Linked DNA regions of Mus musculus: region 2 is linked to region 1. A link is a contact called in public promoter capture Hi-C data. All regions are on one chromosome and are shown on one strand. The core of a region is the stretch at or near the end of the contact, and the rest is flanking DNA. Distances in the headings are between cores, read along the strand shown.

What was found. Promoter capture Hi-C pulls out the DNA fragments that hold promoters and counts their contacts.
Region 2: a promoter capture Hi-C map of embryonic stem cells shows a contact between it and region 1, with 2.6 times the contacts expected there. The contact joins the promoter of Tnnt1 here to the enhancer-like site in region 1. A contact is called at or near these places in 9 of 39 promoter capture datasets (the 3T3-L1 cell line, the C10 cell line, the HPC-7 cell line and 5 more), 4 of 115 datasets of contacts at active chromatin or transcription factors (bone marrow-derived macrophages, embryonic basal ganglia and embryonic stem cells) and 3 of 9 other capture datasets (adipose tissue, liver and macrophages).

Annotation. Positions count from the first base shown.
Region 1 is chr7:4,001,571-4,006,244 of GRCm38.p6, reverse strand. No RefSeq gene overlaps it. Among named protein-coding and RNA genes, the nearest start is that of 1700095K22Rik, 23 kb to the right of the region's middle. Within about 2 kb of position 2,039, at least 4 of the 459 cell types and tissues checked have an H3K27ac peak or open chromatin away from gene starts, as enhancers often do. A contact at or near this core is called in embryonic stem cells, where this site is marked.
Region 2 is chr7:4,513,179-4,517,852 of GRCm38.p6, reverse strand. It overlaps Tnnt1 (troponin T1, skeletal, slow), which reads left to right and starts at 1,878. Exons shown (of 14, transcript NM_001277903.1): 1 at 1,878-1,922; 2 at 3,474-3,516; 3 at 3,627-3,640; 4 at 4,016-4,042; 5 at 4,240-4,272. The coding sequence starts at 3,485.

The DNA.
Region 1 (4,674 bases), core at 790-3,289:
GGAGGTCCAAATGTTGTTTGGATTTCAGTACCTCCATTCCTGTGATATAGCCCTGTGAGCTCCCTCTTCCTGGTTGAAGAGTCTATCCTTCTACCACAGGGCAGACAGAGCAAGCTGAGCCACTGGACCATGTCCCCATCATATTCCATATACATCAAGGTCTTGCAGAGAGTATGCGAATGAAGAGAGATCAGAGAAACAGAGAGGAAGGGAGACACAAGCCTAAGATCCCATTCACTGTATAGCCCAGGAGTGCCAAATTTCTACGGGGAGGGGCCATTCATACCCACAAGCATCTACCAGCCTAATGTCCTGAGCCAACCCTGAGGACATCTGAGTGTGTGTAGCTCTCTAGTGTGTCATTGAAAGTTGGAGAAAAGTGGATTTAAATGGGGTCATCTGGAGGTTGTTTGATTCTTTTCAGCTTTCTATTACAGAGGAGAATACTCTCATTGGGAAAGGATCCTGATTAGAAAGTTTGCAAGTTTCATGTCACACTTGTTCTCTGACTTTTGACCCCCAGCTGAAGGAACCTGGGCAGTGTATATTTTTCTCACTAGCATTTCTCTTTCAGGATTCTGACTGGGCTGGATCACTCACATGAAGGATGGAGAGTCATATCTACGTGATTCTAACCCCTCCCCATCAATGGCCATAGTAGATAGTAGTTGCATGTATTTGAAGCCTTCTTAAAAAACCCACTTTAAGCCACATGACTATCACACAATAGTCTCCTCCTCCAACATACTATAAATTTTGCAGGTTTCTCATCTACACATACCTGATCTTTCACCCTTGTCTTTGGTGCTGTATCAGATAACAGAGTCTTCTTTGATTCCCTTTTATGTTCACCATCACTTATTAAAAACCAGAATCCAGGTAACTTAGCCATACATTTCTTGACCTCGCCCATCTCTCTTGCTGGTCTCCTTCCTACAAAGTCTGAAACCTCAACAGGGATTCTGTGATAGCAACAGTAGGTTCCCAGAGATGGAGGCTCCTTCTTTTCTCAGTCTTTGTTCTTACACACTCATATTAAACTCATATTTTAATTCACAATGCCACTGCAGCTCCAACCATCACATGTATCTGCATAGTAGACAGAGAGCAAAAATTTTTATGAGTTCTTGAAGGTATCCCTAGCAAGGCTCCATCTCTTTAGCACAGTGTAACTGTAAGCCTTACATGAACCGGGTACTCCTGAAAGGCAGGCTGGGGCTGAAAGAGACTAGATAGCGAGAAAAGAATGAGGCTAAGACAAATTTTTCTCTGATCAAGACCCCAAAGTTTACTAAGAGTCTGTGCTTATAAAGAGGGGAGGCCAATCCCCCGCCAATCCATTCTTGGTGTCTGGAGCCAGCCTGTAGGCGACATGCAGGATAGGATGTGTCTCTGGAATGTCTCAAGGTCTCTCAGCAGGTAGCAGAGTCTTGGAGAACAGTGGTAGTTGACATAATATAGCCATCATAATATAGCTACACTCCAGGTGATCTTATATTCAGTGGCAGCCTGCTTCAAAGCTGAGGGAGGCTACAATTCCTCCCTAAATATATACTAAAAATTAGCTGGACTGAGGCATAAAATTATTTTTATGCTCCATAGTCCTGCCTGGGAGTTATGGTGGCTGGCGGCCGTGCCTGGCTTGGGATATCTCTGATTTTCCCGAACTATTCTTATCTGTCAACTATTCTTATCTTATTCTTATGCAGCTTGTTTGTGTTTATTTTACACCAACATGGCTCTGTGGTGTATTATTAATAAACCACGGCCTCTTGGCATATACCTCTGTCTTCGATTGATATAGTTCTGAAATCTGGTTGCCCGACATTGACTGAATGGCCCTCATACCACACCTTATTCCCAAATCAGACCAAAGCCACAATATATACTCAATATGCTTCTTCATATCAATGAATTTCTGCCACCTGTACTTGCTAGAGGCGGGGCTGCATGCTTGCTGAAAACAGGCTGTAAGGCGTTGACTGATCTGCTTGAAAAAACAAAGTCAGTTGAAAAACAACAGGATAAAAGCTTCTTCCGGGAAGTCCAGGTACTCTATTCAGTTGCAAATTAGCAATGAACAAGCTTAGACTCTGACCTTTCAGTGTAGGAGAGGTGACTCTGAGAATCAACAGAAAGGCTGTAAATTCTCTGGAAATGGAGGCTGAGCTCCAAATAACTTTTTCAACTAAAAAGGATTTTTAGCCATCATCGAGGTTAGAATCATACTTACTAGAAGATTCAGGATCTGTGTCCACTTGACGAACCAGTCTTTCAGGCAGCCATTGAAAGGAAATAAAACTTGAAACCTGTGACTCATGTAATGTATGTCAAAAAGCCCAAAGAGTTGTTTGTGAGCTTTAAAACCTGGGGCTGAGAACATAGCAGAACAGGCCAAGACATGCCCAGGCAGGCCGTTACAAGATGGCGCTGACATCCGTTGCTCGTAGTAAAATGTGCGCAGGCGTCAGGGTATCGTTCCATTACCTGAGCCCTGCCTTTCTCGTGGCGTTAACTGACTGATAGTGGGCAGCCAATCCCAGTGGTGCACATCTCCAACCATTTTTTCGCAGCCTATAAAAGGGAAGGGTTTTCTGCTCTCTGGGTCTCCTCTCCTGAAGCTGATCATCTATCTCTCGAGATGTATTAAAGCTGTACTGCAGAAGGATCCGAGTGGCCTGCATGCGTTTTGCTGGCGAGACGGTAGAGTGGGTCAGCTAGAGAAATGTAATTTATCATGATCACATCTAGTCAAAGCAACAGGATCTGAAATTAAGGCCTCTCCTATTAGAGCTCTGTCGATGAAATCATTGCCTGCAGCAAAAGGTACAGGAAGACCAGAATGTGCTCGTATATGACCAATATAAAACAGATGTTTTTGGGCAAGAATGATATTTTGCAATTGTGAAAACAGAGATCCTTCTTGCATATTAAAGTTAAATGTACCACAAGTCTCCAATAAGGGAATCGATTGTGCAACATATAAACTATTAGTAAAAACATAAAGAGCATCATTTACAGGCTGAAAAACATTCAGTACTGCTGTCAACTATGCTAACTGAGCTGAGAGGCCAGGAGTCTCTATGACTACTTGTTGATTATTCATGAGATATCCAGCTCACCCTTTAGAGGAGCCGTCAGAAAAAAATCAAAAGAACATTATACAAAGGCTGTAAAGAAGTCACATTAGGGTTTCTGGATCCCTCATAGACTAGTCTGTGCAGATGAGAGTGTGGACTACAGAAGCTGCACAGATTCTGCAACAGACAGAAGTGACACAGCTGCTGGGGCAGACCCTGTTTTGGGCTACAGACATCCAGGCACCTTCCCCACCGGAGTAGGGGTGTCCACCCGCCTGGGAGGGCTTTGCCGGAGCACTTGGGGGAGCCATCTCTGGTCCTGGATCTCTGAGGGACTAGTCTGTGCAGGTGAGAGTGTAGACTACAGAAGCTACACAGCTTCTGGGACAGGTCCTGTTTTGGGCCTTCATGTTCACCAAGAGGCAGGTCCGAACACCAGATAATCTGTGCACCTTCCCTGCAAGAGGAGAGCTTGCCTGCGGAGAGTACTCTGAACACTGAAACTCAGGAGAGAGCTAGTCTCACAGGTCTGCTGGCAGAGGTTAACAGAATTATGGGAGGAGCAAGCTCCAAACAGAGACAACTATAACAACTAACTCCAGAGATTACCAGATGGCAAAAGGCAAATGTAAGAATCTTACTAACAGGAACCAAGACCACTCACCATCATCAGAACCCAGCACTCCCACCTGAGCCAGTCCTGGATACCCCAACACATCCAAAAAGCTAGACTCGGATTTAAAAGCATATCTCATAATGATGGTAGAGGACATCAAGATGGACTTTAATAAATCACTTAAAGATGTACAGGAGAAGCCTTGAAGATATGGGCACAGGGGGAAAATTCCTGAATAGAACAGCAATGGCTTGTGCTCTAAGAGCAAGAATAGACAAATGGGACCTCATAAAATTGCAAAGCTTCTGTAAGGCAAAAGACACCGTCAATAAGACAAAAAGACCAACAACAGATTGGGAAAGGACCTTTACCTATCCTAAATCAGATAGGGGAATAATATCCAACATATATAAAGAACTCAAGAAGGTGGACTCCAGAAAATCAAATAATCCCATTAAAAAATGGGGCTCAGAGCTGAACAAAGAATTCTCACCTAAGAAATACCCAATGGCTGAGAAGCACCTGAAAAAAATGTTCAACATCCTTAATCATCAGGGAAATGCAAATCAAAACAACCCTGAGATTCCACCTCACACCAGTCAGAATGGCTAAGATCAAAAATTCAGGTGACAGCAGATGCTGGTGAGAATGTGGAGAAAGAGGAACACTCCTCCATTGTTGGTGGGATTGCAGGCTTGTACAACCACTCTGGAAATGAGTCTGGTGGTTCCTCAGAAAATTGGACATAGTACTACCGGAGGATCCCGCAATACCTCTCCTGAGCATATATCCAGAAGATGTTCCAACCAGTAATAAGGACACATGCTCCACTATGTTCATAGCAGCCTTATTTATAATAGCCAGAAGCTGGAAAGAACCCAGATGCCCCTCAACAGAGGAATGGGTATAGAAAATGTGGTACATTTACACAATGGAGTACTACTCAGCTATTTAAAAGAATGAATTTGTGAAATCCCT
Region 2 (4,674 bases), core at 629-3,128, 510 kb before region 1:
AAGAGCAGTCGGCGCTCTTAACTGCTGAGCCATCTCTCCAGCCCCCATATCACAATTCTTTATTAAAAATATTTTTTTTTAGAGCACCAAGAAAAGAAAAATAGAAACACGGCTATATTCACAGTGAGGCAGACAGATGACAGAGATCCTGTAAGAGACAGAAATAGGAAAGTGGGCTGGTGAGATGGCTCGGTGGGTAAAGCACCCAACTGCTCTTCCGAAGGTCCGAAGTTCAAATCCCAGCAACCACATGGTGGCTCACAACCATCCGTAATGATGAGATCTGACTCCCTCTTCTGGGGTGACTGAAGACAGCTACAATGTACTTACATATAATAAAAATAAATAAAAAAATCTTTAAAAAAAAAAAAGAAATAGGAAAGCAAGTCGGGTGTGGTGGCACACACACTTTTCATCCCAGCACTCGGGAGGCAGAGGCCACTGGATCTCTGTGAGTTCGAGGCTAGGCTGGTCTACATACTGGATTCCAGGTCGGCCATAGTGAGATCCTGTCTCAAAAAACCCCAAACTAAACTCAAACCAAAACCAACCAACTAACCAACCACCCACCCAACCAGAGAGAGAGAGAGAGAGAGAGAGAGAGGACACAAAGACATGCAGAAGGCTTGAGAAAGAGAGACAGAGAGACACATGGCCCAGACACAGAGGGGCAGAGCCCAAGTGATAAACAGCTTAGAGAAATATACAGACACACCGACCGCCAGAAACACACGGACAAAACCACAGAGAGATCGTGTTAATCCCACCACTGGAAAGTGGTGGCTGGAGGATCAGAAATTCAAGGCTGTACTTAGTTACATAATGAGTTCTAGTCTAATGAGGGCTACATGGGACCTACTATGTGGAACATCTTTCATTTCAAATCTTTTATCTCATTCCCCAAACAAACAAAAACCAAAAGCTATGCAGAATTTCACAGCAATCCAGATGACAGACAATGGACATGTGTGTGTGTGTGTATGTGTGTGCACACACACACATACACAGAGAGAGAGAGAGAGGGAAGAGAGAGGAGAGAAAGATCAAAGAGTCCAAACCCAAGAGGGGAAGAGAAGCCCAGAACACCCACAGAAACAGAACTGCACTGGAGGGAGGCATGGAGGGGGCGAGAAAGCTTGCCTTGCCACCACTAGCTTCCCTGGAGTTCAAGGTCACGGCTTGACTGGGAGTGGGGGTTGGTGGTGGGAGGATACTAAAAATGTTCCTGTTGGTTAGAAAGAGGAGGGGCTGGGAGAGTGAGGGCTCTCCAGTCTGACATCTCATCCCCTCCCCCCTCCCCACACCTGCTTCCCAGCTTTAGCTGCCTGTTGTCACCACGGTGGAATTCTGGTGGTGGACAAAAGAGTGGGGGTAGGGAGGGGGGAGACATTTGGACAGAGACAGAGAGGAGAGAGATGGAGGAAGCGGGGGGGGGGGCATGTGGGGAGGGGGGAAGGACACAGAATATACAGATGGAGGCCAGAGACAGAGGCCATGAGAGAAGTTTGAGAGAAGCCACACAGAGGTAGAAATAGAACCTCACTTAAGACATTCCCCTGGGTCATTAAGCCTCCTTTTCCTGTACTGTTTCCAGTCTTGGGAACTCCAAAGCACTGGGTATTGTTGGGTACTCTAAGAGGGTTTGAGGGGTGGCCTGATGGAGCCTGAGCCCTACGGTGTTTGCTGATGGAAATCCTACAGGGATGTTGAAGCCGATGACAGGTGTTGGACCCCCAAACTGGATGGAGCCAGAGGGGGCAGGGCAGGGCTCTGAGCATGGGGGATGGTGTCTGAATATCGGAATCCTCGCCCCCTCCTCCAACCTGGGGCGGGGCTCAGCACCTAGCTATAAATCCAGGGGGTGCGTCACTGTCCTCAGAAGCCTCAGACTCCCTCTACAGCATCTGTGGACCCAGCCTTAGGTAACTGTCTCTGAGTTCTTAACACTGATGTCTTTGGGGAATGGGGGCCAGGTGTGACAGTGGGGACAGAATATTCTCTTCCTTCCTCCTCCTCCTCCTCTTCCTCCTTCTTTGAGACAGTCCCATTCGGTAGCCCAGGCTGGCCTTGAGTTTGCAATCCTTCTGCCTCCTGAGAGTTGAGATTATAGGCAGCAGCAACCCAGCTAAGCCTGAGCCTTTGGGAAGACTTGGAGTGGCAAAAGTGGAGGGGTAGAATCTGGGGGGGGGGTACATAATCTGGGGCTGCTCTTCTTAACATTGTGGAGGAAGCATTCTGAAGGCAGAGGCATGTGGATCTCTATGAGTTCAAGTCTAGCCTGGTTTACAGAGTTCTGACTAGTCAGGGCAACATAATAATATCATCTCAAACCAAAGCAAAACCAAACAAAAACGGTTCAGAGACTGGGAAATTGTGGAAGGGCAGGTGCCCCGTGAATTAAGCTTTGGAGAGTATGAGGTACGGGGAACTGGGGAGGGCTTAGGGCCAGAAGTCCCAGTGCTCAAGAGGTTGAGGCAGAGGATTTTGAGTTCAGGGCCAGCTGAGAAACAACAATGTCCTGTCTTGGAATACAAACAAAGAAACAGCCAACTATTAGGAACAGTGACACTGTTATTCGTGGTGTCCTAAAAGGGATCCCTGAGTTTGGTTGTCAGGTATTTGAGGATCTTATATCTGGGGGCAGACTGTTCTGATGTTCTGGGAGGCACAAGAATCAGGAATTCAAGGTTATCCTTGGCTACATAGTGAGTCTAAGGCTAGTTTGGGTTATATGAGACCGTGTCTCAACACCACCCTCCAACCCTCTTCCAATCCTGAGGGTCTGAGACTGTTAGTGCCCAGAATTCATGTGCTGGTATGAACTGGGCACCCAACCGAGAGATGCGAAGATTTCTTGGTCTCACACAACAGGGGCATAGGACTGGATCTCAGAATCTGTGGGTAGTGAGCTTTGAAGATCTCAACCTGGGGGCTTTCAGGCCTAGAACAGCAGAGTTTGGATGAGGGGGTCACTGACTTTAGGGTCTCAGGACGAAGCTGCTCTTGATACAGCCATCCCTTTGTGGAATGTAGGGGGAAGGGGAAAGCGGGACAGGATGGGAGGAATCAGGGCTGTGGTAGGAGGGGAGCAGTGGGGCTGGGGTGGGGGGAGCCCCACTTCTCCAACTCCTTATTGGGAAATGTCCTCTGTTTCTTTGTCTGTGACATTCCCCCAAAATAGCACTAGAAGTGGGGCAGCTATTGTCTTTAAATCCTGTCCCTTTTCCAGTATCTACTAATCCCTCCAGGGATCAGGTTCTCATGGACCTGTCCCAGGACAAAAGAAAACAGCTGTGGTGAAGGAGGCCTACTGCCGCCTGCTTGTGGGGCTGCGGCCTGGCCTCCATGGCCTGGGCTGGGCTGGATGCCAGCCTTCCCAGATCCCATTCCTCCTCCATCAGACTCAGGAGTTCAGGCACCAGCCCCCTTCCTTAGGGATCTATCTCACTCAGCCTCCTCTCTCTGGTCTGCAGGTCTCTCCAGGATGTCAGACACCGAAGAACAAGAATATGAGGAGTGAGCAACGCAGTCTGGGGGCTTGGGGGCTTACAATGTGGAGAGATCATCCTATCCCAAGATGGCTAACTGTCCTCTCTTCTCTCTTCTCTCCTTGTTCATGTCTCTAGGGAGCAGGCAGAAGGTGAGTGGGGAGTGGGCTGGCCTAAGGGGTCGGGTAGGCCCTCTGGAGTTCTGACTTGGAGGAAACGGCTCCTGGAGCAGTCTAGCCCCACTTTGGTGTAAGGGTAGGGGTGTGGTATACTGATGCTACTCTCAGAAAACCCCTGGCAGCAACTGGAAATGCTCCCTGTTACATTTGCAGCTGGGGCACAGAGGGTCATCTTGTTAACCCAGTCTCCTATCCAGGACTAGGGCTTGGACCCCAGGTCTGAGGGAGGAGGGAGGAGGCCTGCTCTCCTGGGTCTGAGTGGGGAGTGCTGAGGCTAATCTCTGAGTCTCTGGGACACATTCACTGCTCCAGAGTTCCTAACATTTATGTGTCCCCACTCCTTTCCAGATGAGGAAGCGGTGGAGGAGGAGGAAGGTGAGGCTTGAATCCCACAGGTCTCTTCCTAGGCCTTGGGCTGGGGAGTGGGGGAAGGGACGATATGTTGGTCTGGAGGATCCTGGGTCCACTCTTTAACAGCATCTCGCGTCTCTTCCCACCCCTCTATGCTTCTGTGTGGCTGCCCCTTCCTGCACCTCCCTCCCAATCTTCGCTTCTCCTCCTGCCCCTCCCAGCCCCCGAGGAGCCGGAGCCGGTGGCAGAGCGAGGTAACCATAGCTTCTTCGCCTTCTGGGATTGATTCGGGGTGTCTGGGGACCCCGACATCATCAAGTCCGCAATCCACCATCACCTGATAAGCTCCTGGATAACCAGTCTGGCCCAGCCTGATCCTTTAAGCCCCTAGGGCCCTCCTGCGCCCTCTGGTGGCCGTGAAGGGAAATTGCCTGGCGTGGTTTGTTTTTTTAACCCCTTTCCCTTCCTTAAAGGGAGTGGTGTGCAAGCCTTCGTTCCAATCTTGGAAGAATGCTTACTAGAAAAGCTGAGTGTTGGCGGAAAGGTGCCCCATCTCCTCTCCTTTTGGCCTCTGACCCTGTATGGTTTTTTGTTTTTTTGTTTTTTTTTTCGAGACAGGGTTTCTCTGTGTAGCCCTGGCTGTCCTGGAACTCACT